2 separate regions of the Mus musculus genome follow, and region 2 is linked to region 1. Evidence: chromatin contacts called from public HiChIP or PLAC-seq data. All regions are on one chromosome and are shown on one strand. The core of a region is the stretch at or near the end of the contact, and the rest is flanking DNA. Distances in the headings are between cores, read along the strand shown.

Region 1 (6,658 bases), core at 1,115-3,614:
AGGCACTAATGTGGTACACACAAGCATGTAGCCAAAATATTCATACAGACAAAATTTTTAAAAGTGCAATAAAACTGACTACATTGCACCTAAAAAACAGATCCTGCAGGGATTATAAGGATTATAAGTATGCTTCACACAACTATAGTGTGGAGACCAGAAACAGCACGAAGAGCTAAACAGGAAGGGCAAATCCTCACTCTAAGTCATTGTAATACACAATGCAGATTCAGAACCATTAGTTAACTCCTTAACTTAAAACACAGACCCATGAATTTAAAGGACTGGCTAGAATTTATGTTTTCTGAGAGTTATTTAGTGTTTTCTCTACTAGACTTCTGTATACCCTATACAGCAAACTAAAGATTATGGGTGTGAAAGCAGAACTGAGGCCTCCAATGATGTTCATCTGAATTCCCAGTGTCAGTGATTTTTAATGCTTTTGTAGAGAAGTAAGTCTCAAGGCGGGGACAGTGCACTAATCATCTGGGTATGGATCTATTTTCAACACATTGATAAAACAAAGATCCTCTCAGAGTGGGGCCGAGATGTAGGCTTCAGAGAGATGTAGAAATGGGAGCAGGCTCATGTGAGATGGAAGAAAGGGCCTCAAGCCAAAGAATGCAGGTAGTTATAGCTCAAAAAAGGTGAGCAAAAATCGTCTCTACGCTTCCAGAAAGAGGGCAGAGCACAGATAACAACCAAATTCCACCAAGTGGGGCTCACATTGGACTTGTAACCTAAAAACTGTAAGAGAAACCCTGTCTCAAAAAAACAAACAAACAAAAAAACAAAAACCTGTAATGCAACAGGCATGTGTATGTCATGGCAAGGAAATCATGGCAAGGCATTACTGAGCAGCTCACAGTGACACAGAAGTGACTGCTCATTTTTCTCTTACATTCTTTAATGTAACAAATTTCTCCCTCATGGGAAACAATACAATTTCATTGCCTTTTCATCAAGTCAGCTTTGCTATCTCAAGGTCCCCAAAGGTGGCACAGTGAGTCTGTTCATTTTTTTTTCCTTTTTTCTAGGTGAAGAAGCAGAAACTAAAGCAAAGAACACAGACCTATAGCTTTTCCTACTAACCACAAATTCTACACTCCTCACCCTGTCATGCTTCTCTTAGTTCCGTTCATTCATTTAACCATCCAACAGTTTACAAGAACTAATGCCTTTTTTTTTTTTTTTTTTTTTTTTTTTTTTTTTTTTTTTTGGAGACAGGGGTTTCTCTGTGTAGCTCTGGCTGTCCTGGAACTCACTCTGTAGACCAGGCTGGCCTCGAACTCAGAAATCCACCTGTCTCTGCCTCCCAAGTGCTGGGATTAAAGGCGTGCGCCACCACTGTCTGGCTAATTAAACTAATGCTTTTAATCCCAGTACTCACGAGGCAGCTTGGTGGAGCTCTGTGTTCCAGGCCAGCCTGGTCTACTTAACAAAACAAAACAATCAAACAAGAGAAATTCTAAACAATCAATCAATCAATCAATGTGCCTCCCATGTGCCAATTGACAAAGACAAAATATAAAAACCAATTTCTATAAATTCTCCATGTGTCTGCTCTACACCCTAACCTGTACTTTAGCCAGTATAACTTCCAATTAGATTTTTACTCGTTTTCCCTGAAGAAAAACTTTCCCTTCACTTTTCCCACACTGTAATTATATCACACTAAGCCCCACCATAGCAAGTGTCCTTGACTGAGGAAGAGTGAGCAGGCAGAGCAGTGGCAGTACCCAGACTGAACAGGCTCAGTGCAAGCTACATTATGACTTTAAATCTTGACACATTTTAACTTTTTTGAGATAGGGTCTCATATAGCTCAGACTAGCCTTGAATTTAATTTCCTTCCTTTCCTTTTTTTAAAGCCTTGACATGGCCTGTGCACTTGCTATGTAGGCTAGACTGATCTCAAATTTATAAAGGTCCACATGCCTCCTATAGATACTAAGATTATAGGTATGTTGGCATCACACTAAGATGCTTTTTTTCAAATAGATAACATCTTAAACTGACAATGGAAGAGAAATTTTCATTTAATTTCTTTTAATAGAAAAAAGAGTAAAAATTAAGCAACTCTAACAAAAACAAAAAAACAAAACATAAAATCCTTATATTTCTAGACACCAGAAACTTGTCAATAAATTACAAGATGTCTTAGTTTCTGGGCATATTTTAAAAAACATTCATGCAGCCTAGCCTTTCACAAGTGTCTAGAAGCAGTGTTTGGTGACTTGAAGTGGCAAACTACAGTGGCTAAATCAACTAGGAGCCATCAAATCCTCATCTGAGGGAGGCTGCAAAGGAAGAATACTGTATAACTCTTCACGCCCACAACAACATTTCCCTCTGCGAGCTAACAGTGACCTGAATAAGCTGCCTAAGAACATCGCTGAGCAGCCTCGAGCACTGCAGCAGTTGGGCAGTGCTTCGATACCGATCAATTCTGAGCAAGCCTTGTCAGCCTGTATCCTAGCTTTCAGCACTGCATTCTTTTGTTCATGCCTACAGTACTTACTCTAGCACCCCTGGACCAGGCACACTGAAAACACAGGCTGATGGAAAGAATACAAGGAATACACATTAGAGCCTTAAAGAAAACTAATGAAGTTGACTTTTTCAATATTCATTAAAAAGCTGATGCTTGGGGAAATGTAGGAAAAGTATTCATCTTTGGCTACCAGCAAGATGTTTATTCTCTCTTAATTATACCTCCTATATCTAGGGCAGAAACATCTGTGAAGCTCACTATGTACTCCTGCTACATGACTGCAATATGGTCTCTAGCCAAGGCATTACACTACCCTTTATGGCCATGGGATGCAACTTTTTATCCCATTAACTTACTTTCCAGAGGCTTTAAAGTGTTGGCCACGACAGAGTAGGCTTTAGTCTTTTCCTGGAGCAAGATTATCTCCTGAGGTTTCTCTATCAAAGTTCTTATCTGAGAGCACAACGTATGTTGTCTTGGAGGATGGCACTCATGCCAGCCCTAGAACCATACCCTGAGGGCTGGAGAGATGGCCCAGCAGTTAAGAGCACCCATCGGTCTTCTAAAGGTCCTGAGTTCAATTCCCAGCAACCACACGGTGGCTCACAACCATCTGTAATGAGATCTGACTGTGACAGTGTACTCACATTATAAATTAAATAAAATCTTTTTTAAGAAGCAGCAGCAGCATAGCCCAAGTGTCCCTCACATCCAACTCAGAGCGCCGAGGCAGGCCACAGTACTTGATCTTCAGGCCCATTTGTTTGACGCTCTGATAGGTGCACAGATGTACTAGTATTACTCAAGGCCCACAGCTGTTCTGCAAGTGTCAATTTCAAAACCTGAATTCATTAAATCCGGGCCTCAAAAGTACAAGAAGTCAGCTAGCAGTCACGTTAGCAGCACTCACTGGTTAAAACCCACTTTTGTACTTAACACAAAGTCTCCAGGTTTGATTGACACTTTAGACTAAACATGGTTGGTCTAATTTGACTATTATCCTGATCCAAAACAGCACAGGTCTTGTGAACAAAAGACTGAGGGTCAAAAAGCCATCCTATCAACCCTACTCTTGTAAAATGGGGACACTTGCTTTACTTTCCTCGCAAATGTGTAAAATCACTGTAAAAGAATCTTACAAACAACAAAAAATGTAATTATTTGATTTATAAAAAACATAAAAGATCTTTGTACATGTGTTACATTCTTGGCATCTACTAATGTCAAAACTTGGGTACAGTAAATATCTAATAGTCTATTAAATTAAGGCAGATTAAACCCCTGGCTACTATTTACTTTCACTGGACTTCCACTCTCAGGTCTTCCATGGTTGAGCAATACTCTTTTTTTAAAAAGTCTCTTGTTTGAAGATGTTTAAATGGGGACTGAAATACACATGAACACATAAATGAAAGAATTAGCAAGAGTTCAAAACCACTGACAATCTGAGAAGGGCTTACTAAGCCAATCTGAGCAACTACATCACATCCGTCATGGTGGTACACCTGTAAGCCAGAAGGCAGAAGAATTAAGTCTGGCCAGCTGACTTAAAGCAAGACACCTTGTATGAAAAGACAGGTCAGGACAGGACAGGACAGGACAGGACAGGACAGGACAGGACAGGACAGGACAGGACAAGACAAGACAAGACAAGACAAGACAGGAAAAAAAAGAAAAGAGAAAAGAGGGAGGGAGGGAAGGAGGGAGAGGGAAAGGAAAGAAAGAAAGGAAGGGAAGGAAGTTAAGGAACGAAAGAGGAAAGAAATCAAAGGAAGAAAAGGAAAGAAGGAAGGAAAAGAAAAAAAAAAAATCACATATAGCTCAAAGTCCCCAAAGATAGAAACAATCTCTCAATAAAACTGTCCATCCTCACTCCCATAAGACCTCCCATCAAAAAGTAGTTCTAGGACTAGACCGACTTGAAGGAGAGAGCAGGCTCCTCCTACAAGCTGTCCTGTGAATTCCACATGTGGACCACAGCATACATTCATAAAAATAATAAACAAGTGTAAATTTTTTCAAAGTAAAAAAAAAAAAAAAAAAAAAAGAGGGGGGGTCTTCTGGGCAAAGTGGCACATACGAGCAGGCAAGCTCAAGGCCACTAGGATATATAACCAGAAAAGTTGTGCTACTGAAGCTGAAAAGTATTCCCTTGAGAACGCCTTTCAAGCTACATTTAAAAACTGCCCACAGTTAGTATCTCTGGGTAAGGGAGTGGCAGTTGTGGGGTGTAGTTGGCTCCAGAAATAATGCAAAAAAAGAAGAAAAAAAAAAAAAAAAAGCAAAATGTGGGATCAAAATCCCAGTGTAAGTGTCAGCCTCTCTTAATGATGTTCCTGGCCTCCACCACTCTGGGCCAAGAGGAGAGCATTCTTATTGCCTGTGTCCATAGGTATGGCCTACCTTCAGTTTACAATGAAATCAGAATTTTTTCAATCAAGTTTGAAGGCTTTTTTCCTTCATCTTTACAAAATTTCTGTGTTTCACCTGCCAGGATAGCAGAACTTAGTTACAACCTTGATCAGGGAAGAATATATTATAGTACACACAACTTAGACATTAGATTTTATCATTTAGCAAGAAAAAGGGTTAAAAAGACCACACCAATGCTTCTTGTTTGCTCTATTTATCTCTGTCTGTCTGTCTGTCTATTTCATTCATTCATTTATTCATTCTCTGTGTAACCTTGGCTGTCCTGGAACTCACTCTGTAGACCAAGCTGGCTTGCTCATTATCTCTTGGACTTTGAAAGACTGGTGTGTTTGTATGTCTTTAAGTCAGTAACATGGAGATAAATATCCAGCTGAGAAGTGTAAAGAGGATCTTGTTATATAAGGCACTGGTTAAAGGAGAAAAATAAAACAAAAAGCCCTGAACATGCTTATTACAAAGAAGGCCAAAAGCTTGCTTGCTTGCTTTTATTCCCTTCTCTTCCTTCCTTCCTTTCTTTCTTCCTTTCTTTCTTCCTTTCTTTCTTTCTTTCTTTCTTTCTTTCTTTTCTTTCCTTCCTTTCCTTCCTTTCCTTTCCTTCCTTTCCTTCTTTCTTTCTCTTTCTTTCTTTCCTTCTTTCTTTCTTTCTTTCTTTCTTTCTTTCTAAAAGGGGGGCCACATAGGGCACTCCTAGGATGCTCTGTATAAAAGCAACAAAAACTAACAGTGGCATTTCTCGTCATTTTCTGTTACTTTCCATTTCAGCAGCAGGAGACCAGGTTGGAGAACAGGGGGGGTAGTTGCTAAACATTTCACGCACAATATCTTTACGTATGCTCAGTCATCTTGCTTCAGTGTGAGCACTACAGATGATGATAAACAAACATGTGGTACTGAGGTGGGTAGCAGTAATTATTCCTAACAAGTTATCCATAAAGAGGAAAGCTCATAATTATCACACATGGGCTGAACTTGATCTGTCATTATAGTAGGCACAGGTACTAGCCACTTGCTGTGGGTTTTAAATGCTCTGCAATTCCCTAACTCCGATTCTCTGTAGTTTTAGTCTTCAGGATCAGCAATAATAATAATAATTTAAGAAGGTAAACAAAGCAATCCAAAGCAATTTCACAAACAAAATTCATCCACTTGCAACAATTTAAGTTAAAATCCATTCCCCATTCCTTCTAGGTATTAAAACATTACTCACAAGGTTTGCTTTAGTCATGTTTCTCTTGCAAAGTACACCCATATTCTTACTGTCAGAACTATGGTTATTATGCGCCAGCAACAGGCTTCAGCAGTGATGGTTCTGTGGGCTGTCCAGCTGCTTGTTTTTAATTGGTTTGTATTTTATCTTACTCACAGGTATATATACTTTGCTAAAATAATTTTCATCAGAGGGTTTCTTTTTCAGTCCAAGAAAAAAAAAAATCACACAACTTGCCTGGAAATGTTTTCTCTTAGCAAGTTTTTTTCCATATTAAGAAAAGGGATTTATGTTAAGAGGTTAGAAAGGAGGGGTTCTAAGTGCTGAGCCTGGACTAGGCTTAAGGAAGTAAATTAGCACCTTTCCTCTGCAAATCTGAGAAAAGGCTGAACCCAGCAGGAGCAGAAACCTGCAGCAGCCCAGTGATGGGGAGGGCAGCACCTTCAGAAGTGTAGAAGTGTGTCTTATAGACAGAGCTTAAAACCTTGAATTCTAAGTTGCATATTTTTATTTTACCAATTGTC
Region 2 (6,658 bases), core at 2,913-5,412, 140 kb after region 1:
ACCCATGGAGACCGTCCCTGTAGGATGCCCATCCCGCTTAAGGCCTTCTGTAAAGACACCATACTGCTGACAGGCCCTCCGAGTGCCCACAGTCCCCAGGGGATGGTGGTGCCTGCCCTGCCTGCCTGCCTCCTCACAGGCTGGCATCCCTGTCTCTGTGGCTGCCTGTTACCACAGGGCTGCTGCTCTCTGGCTGGATTCTACCTCCATCCTGGCTCTAGGCCTAGCCCACAGTAGGCACTCAGTAAGTGTTGGCTGAGCCGCAACCTGAGAATGGCCATGATCGGGATTCCAGGAGGCTGCCTGGGCCGTGGCGGGCCCAGGGCACCGGTCCCTGCAGCTGATGTTCATTTTTAAAGCCCCAAATGTTCGTTCGGGGCGGCTCTCGCCAACCAAGAAAGCTAATGATTTCCACGATTCATTTTTTTTCTCTACCTTAATCCCACTGCCAATGCTTCTGGGGCTCTACTGCTGCTGCCCTCAGACTGGCATTCAGTCTCTCTCAGAAGATACACCGCAACTGGAGAATGCCCAGGACCATCTGGGAAGGCCCAGCTGTGCCATCCCAGCCTGTAGGAGACCACTTCCAGGCCTCAGGATCACAGGATCTGAGCGCAGCACTAGCTGATGTCTCTGAAGAAAACCTGAGCAGCAGGAGTAGGCAGATCCGGACCAGCGCCAATCTGTAGAGTCCCCTAGGCAGGTGTCTTAGTTTCCTTTATTCTGCCACTTTTGAGTGGAGGAGGCATAGCAAGGAGCCTACCAAGAACCTGCCCCCTTCCAGTCACCAGAGACAGGTTTTCAAAAAAAATGTCACAAACCCACCACCACAAGGGTCTCATTTTGCAGAAATAAAACAGGTGAGACAGAATACTCTGAAGATCACAAGGCTTGTAGAACACTATGCCAGGAGCCTGTATTCCCCCACCCCCGCCCCCACCACCACCCTGCACCCCCTCACCCCTGCACCTCCACCCCTTTACCCCTGCGCGTGCGTGTGTGCGTGTGTGTGTGTGTACACACGCACACACACACCCACACACCGGAGTATTCAAACAGCAAAGGAAGTGAGATCTCCCTGAGAGCTGGATCTAGAACCACATCCATGAGGTTGGGGCTGTCTGTGATGGAGGACAGGTTGGTACCCAGACAGATCTTCCTCGTGGAAACATGCCCAACCTAGGCAAATGTTCAAAATGCTGTCCCAACCTCCTCAACTAACCCCTGGACACAACAGCTCTGTGGGTGCCTTCCTCCATGAAGGGACCAGGAAGCAAGCCTGGCTCAACAGCCAGCAGTCGGGCACAGCTCACAAACCCTCTTCTTGAGCATTGCTGTGAGAGCTGCCTGGGGAGCAGCCTCTCAGAGAGAGAATAAGCCCCTGTGGGCTTTAGGAGCATCAAGCAACACAGCAGGCTGCCAGGGAGGAGGAGAAATGCCCAGGCTCAGAGATGGGCCACCCTGGATTTACACACTGATTTCCCAACCTCCCAGTTGTGACTGACTGGTTCAGAGTCTCAGTTGCTTTCCCTCTTAGAATGTGTAGATGCCAATCATAAGCCCAATTTACTTAAGTGATTGTAATGAGCCTGTCATGGGACAATGCATGTAGAGCCCTCAGCACAACTAGGTAAAGCTCAAGACTTGGCAAAGGGAACAGTTAGAAGCATGGTACAGCCCAGCAGTGGTGGCGCACGCCTTTAATCCCAGCACTCAGGAGGCAGAGGCAGGCAGATTTCTGAGTTCGAGGCCAGCCTGTTTTAGAGAGTGAGTTCCAGGACAGCCAGGGCTACAGAGAGAAAAGAAGGAGAAGGAAGAGGAGGAGGAAGAGGAGGAGGAGGAGCAGCAGCAGCAGCAGCAGCACCAGCATGGTCCAAGCAAGGGTTCCCACTCCAGCCTCCACTGCACCAACCAGTGTGGCCTTGGATAAGTCATTGGTCCTTGCTGGGCCTCAGTGATCCTGTCTGCAAATGAGGTTATTGGTGACATTCCCCATCTTACCAGGTAGTGTAGAGATTAAATTCAGGTAACTCACGGCCTGTGTTTGGAATAGCACCAAGTGATAGTAACACCCACTGGCATTCCTTTGCCTGCTGTTACTCAGCCCCAACTTCAACGAGACTTTCTAACTGTCCCCAGGAGACCATGAGGCTTTGCTTGGAAATTAGCATATAATGAACAGGCCTATGTTCAAATCGCACACTTGCAGGTTGAGATCTCTGAGCAGGTTGAGATGGCTTCAGTTCAAACACGGGAGCACAGCCGCATGTGCAGTGGCTGACTATCAGCCGCTCCTGTATTCAAGTGCCCATCTCTCCTTCAATATAGATCAGGTTCATCTCCTGGACTTTACTGTGTATCCAGTCCCTCTCTGAGGACACTGTAGCTGTAGGACACTATAGCTGTTATGGCTAAAGCCTGGTCTATATTGAAGGAGAGATAGGCACTTGAATACAGGAGCAGCTGCAGACTGGTCTCCCTTGTCCAGTCTTAAACCACCTGGACAGCTCCTAAGTGTGTATCTGGGAGCCCCACCAAGGCTGTCTAGGCTGCAGGTGTTGGTAGTAGGTATTAGCTAGTAATTGGGAGATCAGCTGCCCCCCCCCCCCCCAGTGACTCAGGATTGTTCTGAAGACCATGCAAGGGGTCCTACCTGGAGAGAGGAAAGCAGAAACTCCATAGAGGGCTTGCCTGACCTCTCTGGGCTCATTGTCCCCAATTCTCCAGTTTTACTGTCTCCTGGCTCCAACTTTTTTTGAAAAAAAGATTTATGTATTTTGATGTGCACTGGTCTGCCTGCATGTCTATGTGAGTGAGCCAGGTTCTCTGGAACTGGAGTTACTACAGACTGTCATCGGCTGCTATGTGGTTGCTGGGAATTGATCTCAGGTCCTGTGGAAGAGCACTCTGTGCTTTTAACCGCTGAGCCATCTCTCCAGCCCATTTTATGGTCTCTAAAATAACAATCGTTACTTATAGCATTAATTATTGAACTGTGTATCATCTACTTCCACCCTTTTCCCCCCAAATCCAGGAGTATAAGGGTTCAGGTATACCCCTCCTTTTGTTGTTTGGGGTTCATTTGACACAGGGTCTCATATCTCCCGGGTTGGCTTTGAACTTGCTCTGTTGCCAAAGATGACTTTGAACTCTTCATCCTCCTGCCTCTGCCTCCCAAGTGCTAGAATTACAGAGCTAGGCCACTATGCCTTACTTCAGAATGTCTTGATTCCTGCTATACTAACTGTACCTCCACAGTGTGCAAAACAGTGCCAAGCACATAGAAGGTGCTCAGTGAATATTCACAATGGGATAAGAATCTCCAGATAAGGCCTGGAAAGATGGCTTGGAGGTTAAGAGTGCATGCTGCTCTTGCATATGGCCAAGATTCAGTTCCTGGGACTGGGCAACTCCGGGGCATCTGACACCTTCTGTTAGCCTTGGGGGCATCTACACCCACTTCGTGCTCATACACACATTTCAGGCAATCGTGCCTCGTGCATGCCGTACACGCGCGCACAATAAAAACGAGTAACTCTTAAAACAATCCTCAGGTGGTGACATTAAGTGCGCAGGGTGGAATGGCGATGCTCCAATGCCTGTGTGCAGCTCCCCCTCCTAGGAGACAGCCCGCTTGGGCTGTTAACCCAACCCCAACCCCCACCCTGCAGCAGCAGAACTGAGGAAGGGCACCTCAGGGGCTTCCCTCCCACTCAGTAGTCAGGAAGCTACTCCCCAGTGCAACGGGGCTTCTTGGACCAGCAGGGAGAACTTGGGCAGTTTTCTGGCTCACTGCTCATTCTTTTGCTGTTTGGTGACACAGAGAGGCTCCTGCGAGTCTAATGCTCCCTCAGATGTAACCTAGAATTCCCCCTTCTAGTAGAGCCTAGTAGGACTTCTCCAGCCCACCCACCCTCTAAATTGGAGGGAGGGGCTTCTCAGCTAAGCCCCAGGATGTCATGTGGGGGCTGAGCTCCCCGCCCCTCGCGTGCGCATGGCACTCCCCCGCTACAGTTTACAAAGTGCGTTCACAGACATTATCACGTCGGCTCCTAAACGCCCCCTAAAAACCACAATAAATCTCTCGCTCTGGCTCCGGAGCCCACCGGCTGCCGCGTAATCACTGAGCAGAGAGGCCTCAGGGCCCAGAGTCTGCCAAAGCCTCCTCGGCGCCAGCAGGGGCAGAGGGGGGATCCACGTGGGCGGGTGGCAGGTGGCGGGTGGCAGGCCCAGCTGGGGCGCTGCGGGAGAGAGGAGCAAGCCCGCCCGCCCGAGGCCCAATCCTACAAAAGCAGACTGTGCCGTCTCAACCCAGAAGCTCTCTTGGGAGAGGGGCCAGCAGCCACGGGATCTGGAGGACAGAGGCTGGTGGGCCGGGAGGCCAGGAAACACTACAGGAGACCTGGAGGCTTAGCTCTTGGGAGCATCATTGTAAATGTAGCGGAGCCATAAAAATTTTTCTGTTGGGGAGCCAGGGTTAGCTGGCCGTAGCTGGCTCTTCTCTCACCCGCTACTTTCTCCATCCCTGGATAGCTGTCCTCAGTGTGACTCTGTGGCTGGCTGTAAGGTCCTCTTAGCAGATCTCTCCAGTGACAGGAGCCCCCTCCCATGCTGTTCTCTGTCTGGGACTGTCCTGCTGCCCTGTTAAGACTCCTAACCTTTCTCAAAAGACAATTCGGAGTTCTCTATATGTTAACACCCCCCCAAAATCCAGAAGTGGCTCCTTGAACCCCTAACTGCACCTGAGTCTCCCTCTGCTCTAATCAAGTCCTGTTTCCACTCAGTTCCTTGTGCCTAGAGGGCAGCAGCTGTGTCCTCCTGCAGTGAGGTGACCCAGACAACACAGAAAGGATGCCTCCTGACGAGCCACAGAACCACAGTCAGGACGCACGGGGACAGTCAGCCCAAACTGATGACAAACCACAAGAAAGAGGCAGCAAGGCCCTGTGTTTACAGATGGGCTCCTAGCCCTGAGTAACCACACAGAGAGAGAAAAAAATTATCCCAAATGCCTGAGCAGAATCAGCCAGTGGCTGTGGTTGGGGGGCTGGGGGTGGGGGTGGTGTTTTCTTACATTTCCCTAGGTTCTCAAAGTTAGAGAAGCTCAGCTTACAAACTGTGGAAAGTTCAGGAAAGTTTAACTAAGCAAGGAGAGGGAGGGCCTGACCCACCCGCTGCGGTTGCCCTGGCAGGCTTCCTTCCTGGGCCTCTTCTCTTGGTGGCTAACTCCTGGGAGGCCTTGGCCTTGGCCTCTGGGCTGCAGGGGGTGCGGGGGGGGGGGTCAGCTGATCTAACAGAGTGGTGGCTGTGGTGTGTCATGGCAGTCAGAGAGCAGGTGGCATCGGCTCTGAGGCCTCTTGAAAGGAGGCAGTTTCTCCCATCCCCAGCCTTCACAGGCCTGGGAGAGCGGCAGGGCGGGGACACGGTAGCCCTGGAAGTCTTGGCCAGGAGATATCTGGGGAAGAAGCAGGGAAGCTAGAGATAGAGGTTTGTGGGGTGGGGCAGTTGTCCATATTGCCAGAATAGACCTCTGAGTCCACATCCCACAGGCTCTGAAAGTCTGGCTGCTTGGTCTGGCATCCCAACTCCTTTCCCTTAGTACGGACTTGTATCCAGAAATACACAAATATACAAAATTCCTACAGTTCTTGTAAAAGGATGAGCAGACCAATTTATAAGGAGCCAAGAGTGTGTACAGGTATTTCTCCAAAGAAGACACACAAATAGATGCTGGCGATGTAAGGCAGAGTGCTGGCCTAAGATGTACAAAACCCCCGGTGGGGTCCTGAGGGGTGTGGTGCACTCTTGTAATCTGGGCACTCAGGAGGTAGAGGCAGGGGGATAGAAAGTTCAAGGTCACGGCAAGGTGACTCTTTGTGTAAGGTGCTTGCCAACAAGCCCGAGGACGTGGGTTCAAGCCCCTGGACCGACATGGCAGAAGATGAGAACCAAATTCCCACAAGCTCAGCAAGCTCAAGTTGTCCTCTGTTCTCCACAGGCATTACAGCACACACACACACACACAGAGAGAGAGAGAGAGAGAGAGAGAGAGAGAAGAGACAGACAGACAGACAGACACATAGAAACACAGATACAAAAATAATGAATGTAACAATTTTTAAACAAAACATTTAAGGTCATCCTTAGCTGCATAGCAAGTTGGAGGACAACCTGGTCTAATAAAACCCTAATTTTTAAAAAAAGAAGATATACAAATAGCCAATATACATCATCAGTGATTGATCAAAATACAAAGAAACATTCCAAACCCATCAGGATGGCTGTTATTAAGGAAGATAGGAGACAGTGAGTGCTTGTGGGCACGTGGAGAAACTAGAATCTTTGTGCATTGCTGCTGGGAGTGAAGAATAGCGCCGCCACCAAGAACAGGATACTAACAACTCCGCTCCTGGTCATGCACACCCAAAAGAAGTCAAAGTACAGCCAGGCAATGGTGGCGCACGCCTTTAATCCCAGCACTCAGGATCAGGTGTTGAAGTCAGCCAGAGCTACACAGTGAGGTCCTATGGAGTGTTAGGTACAGCCGGGGCCCCATAAGCATGGTGACCTGAATTCAAAGCCCCAGTGCAGCCAACCACAACAGCATGCACCTGAAATCCCTGCCCTCCTATGATGAGATGGGAAGTGGACACCACAG

Evidence for each region. HiChIP or PLAC-seq counts read pairs in DNA pulled down with a chosen protein or histone mark.
Region 2: a contact with region 1 is called in an H3K27ac HiChIP or PLAC-seq map of SST interneurons, with 2.8 times the contacts expected there. The contact joins two enhancer-like sites. A contact is called at or near these places in 11 of 39 promoter capture datasets (the 3T3-L1 cell line, 3T3-L1-derived adipocytes, the HPC-7 cell line and 6 more), 2 of 15 datasets of contacts at CTCF or cohesin (CD8 T cells and pro-B cells), 9 of 484 Hi-C or Micro-C datasets (bone marrow-derived macrophages, cortical neurons, embryonic stem cells and 4 more), 2 of 115 datasets of contacts at active chromatin or transcription factors (SST interneurons and embryonic limb bud) and 2 of 9 other capture datasets (liver and pancreatic islet).

Annotation. Positions count from the first base shown.
Region 1 is chr15:82,827,772-82,834,429 of GRCm38.p6, forward strand. All of the region lies in intron 2 of Tcf20 (transcription factor 20), which reads right to left. Among named protein-coding and RNA genes, the nearest start is that of Cyp2d26, 37 kb to the left of the region's middle. Within about 2 kb of position 2,365, at least 7 of the 459 cell types and tissues checked have an H3K27ac peak or open chromatin away from gene starts, as enhancers often do. A contact at or near this core is called in SST interneurons, where this site is marked.
Region 2 is chr15:82,964,424-82,971,081 of GRCm38.p6, forward strand. It overlaps a transcript of Tcf20 not described here. Among named protein-coding and RNA genes, the nearest start is that of Mir3080, 8.5 kb to the left of the region's middle. Within about 2 kb of position 4,163, at least 86 of the 459 cell types and tissues checked have an H3K27ac peak or open chromatin away from gene starts, as enhancers often do. A contact at or near this core is called in SST interneurons, where this site is marked.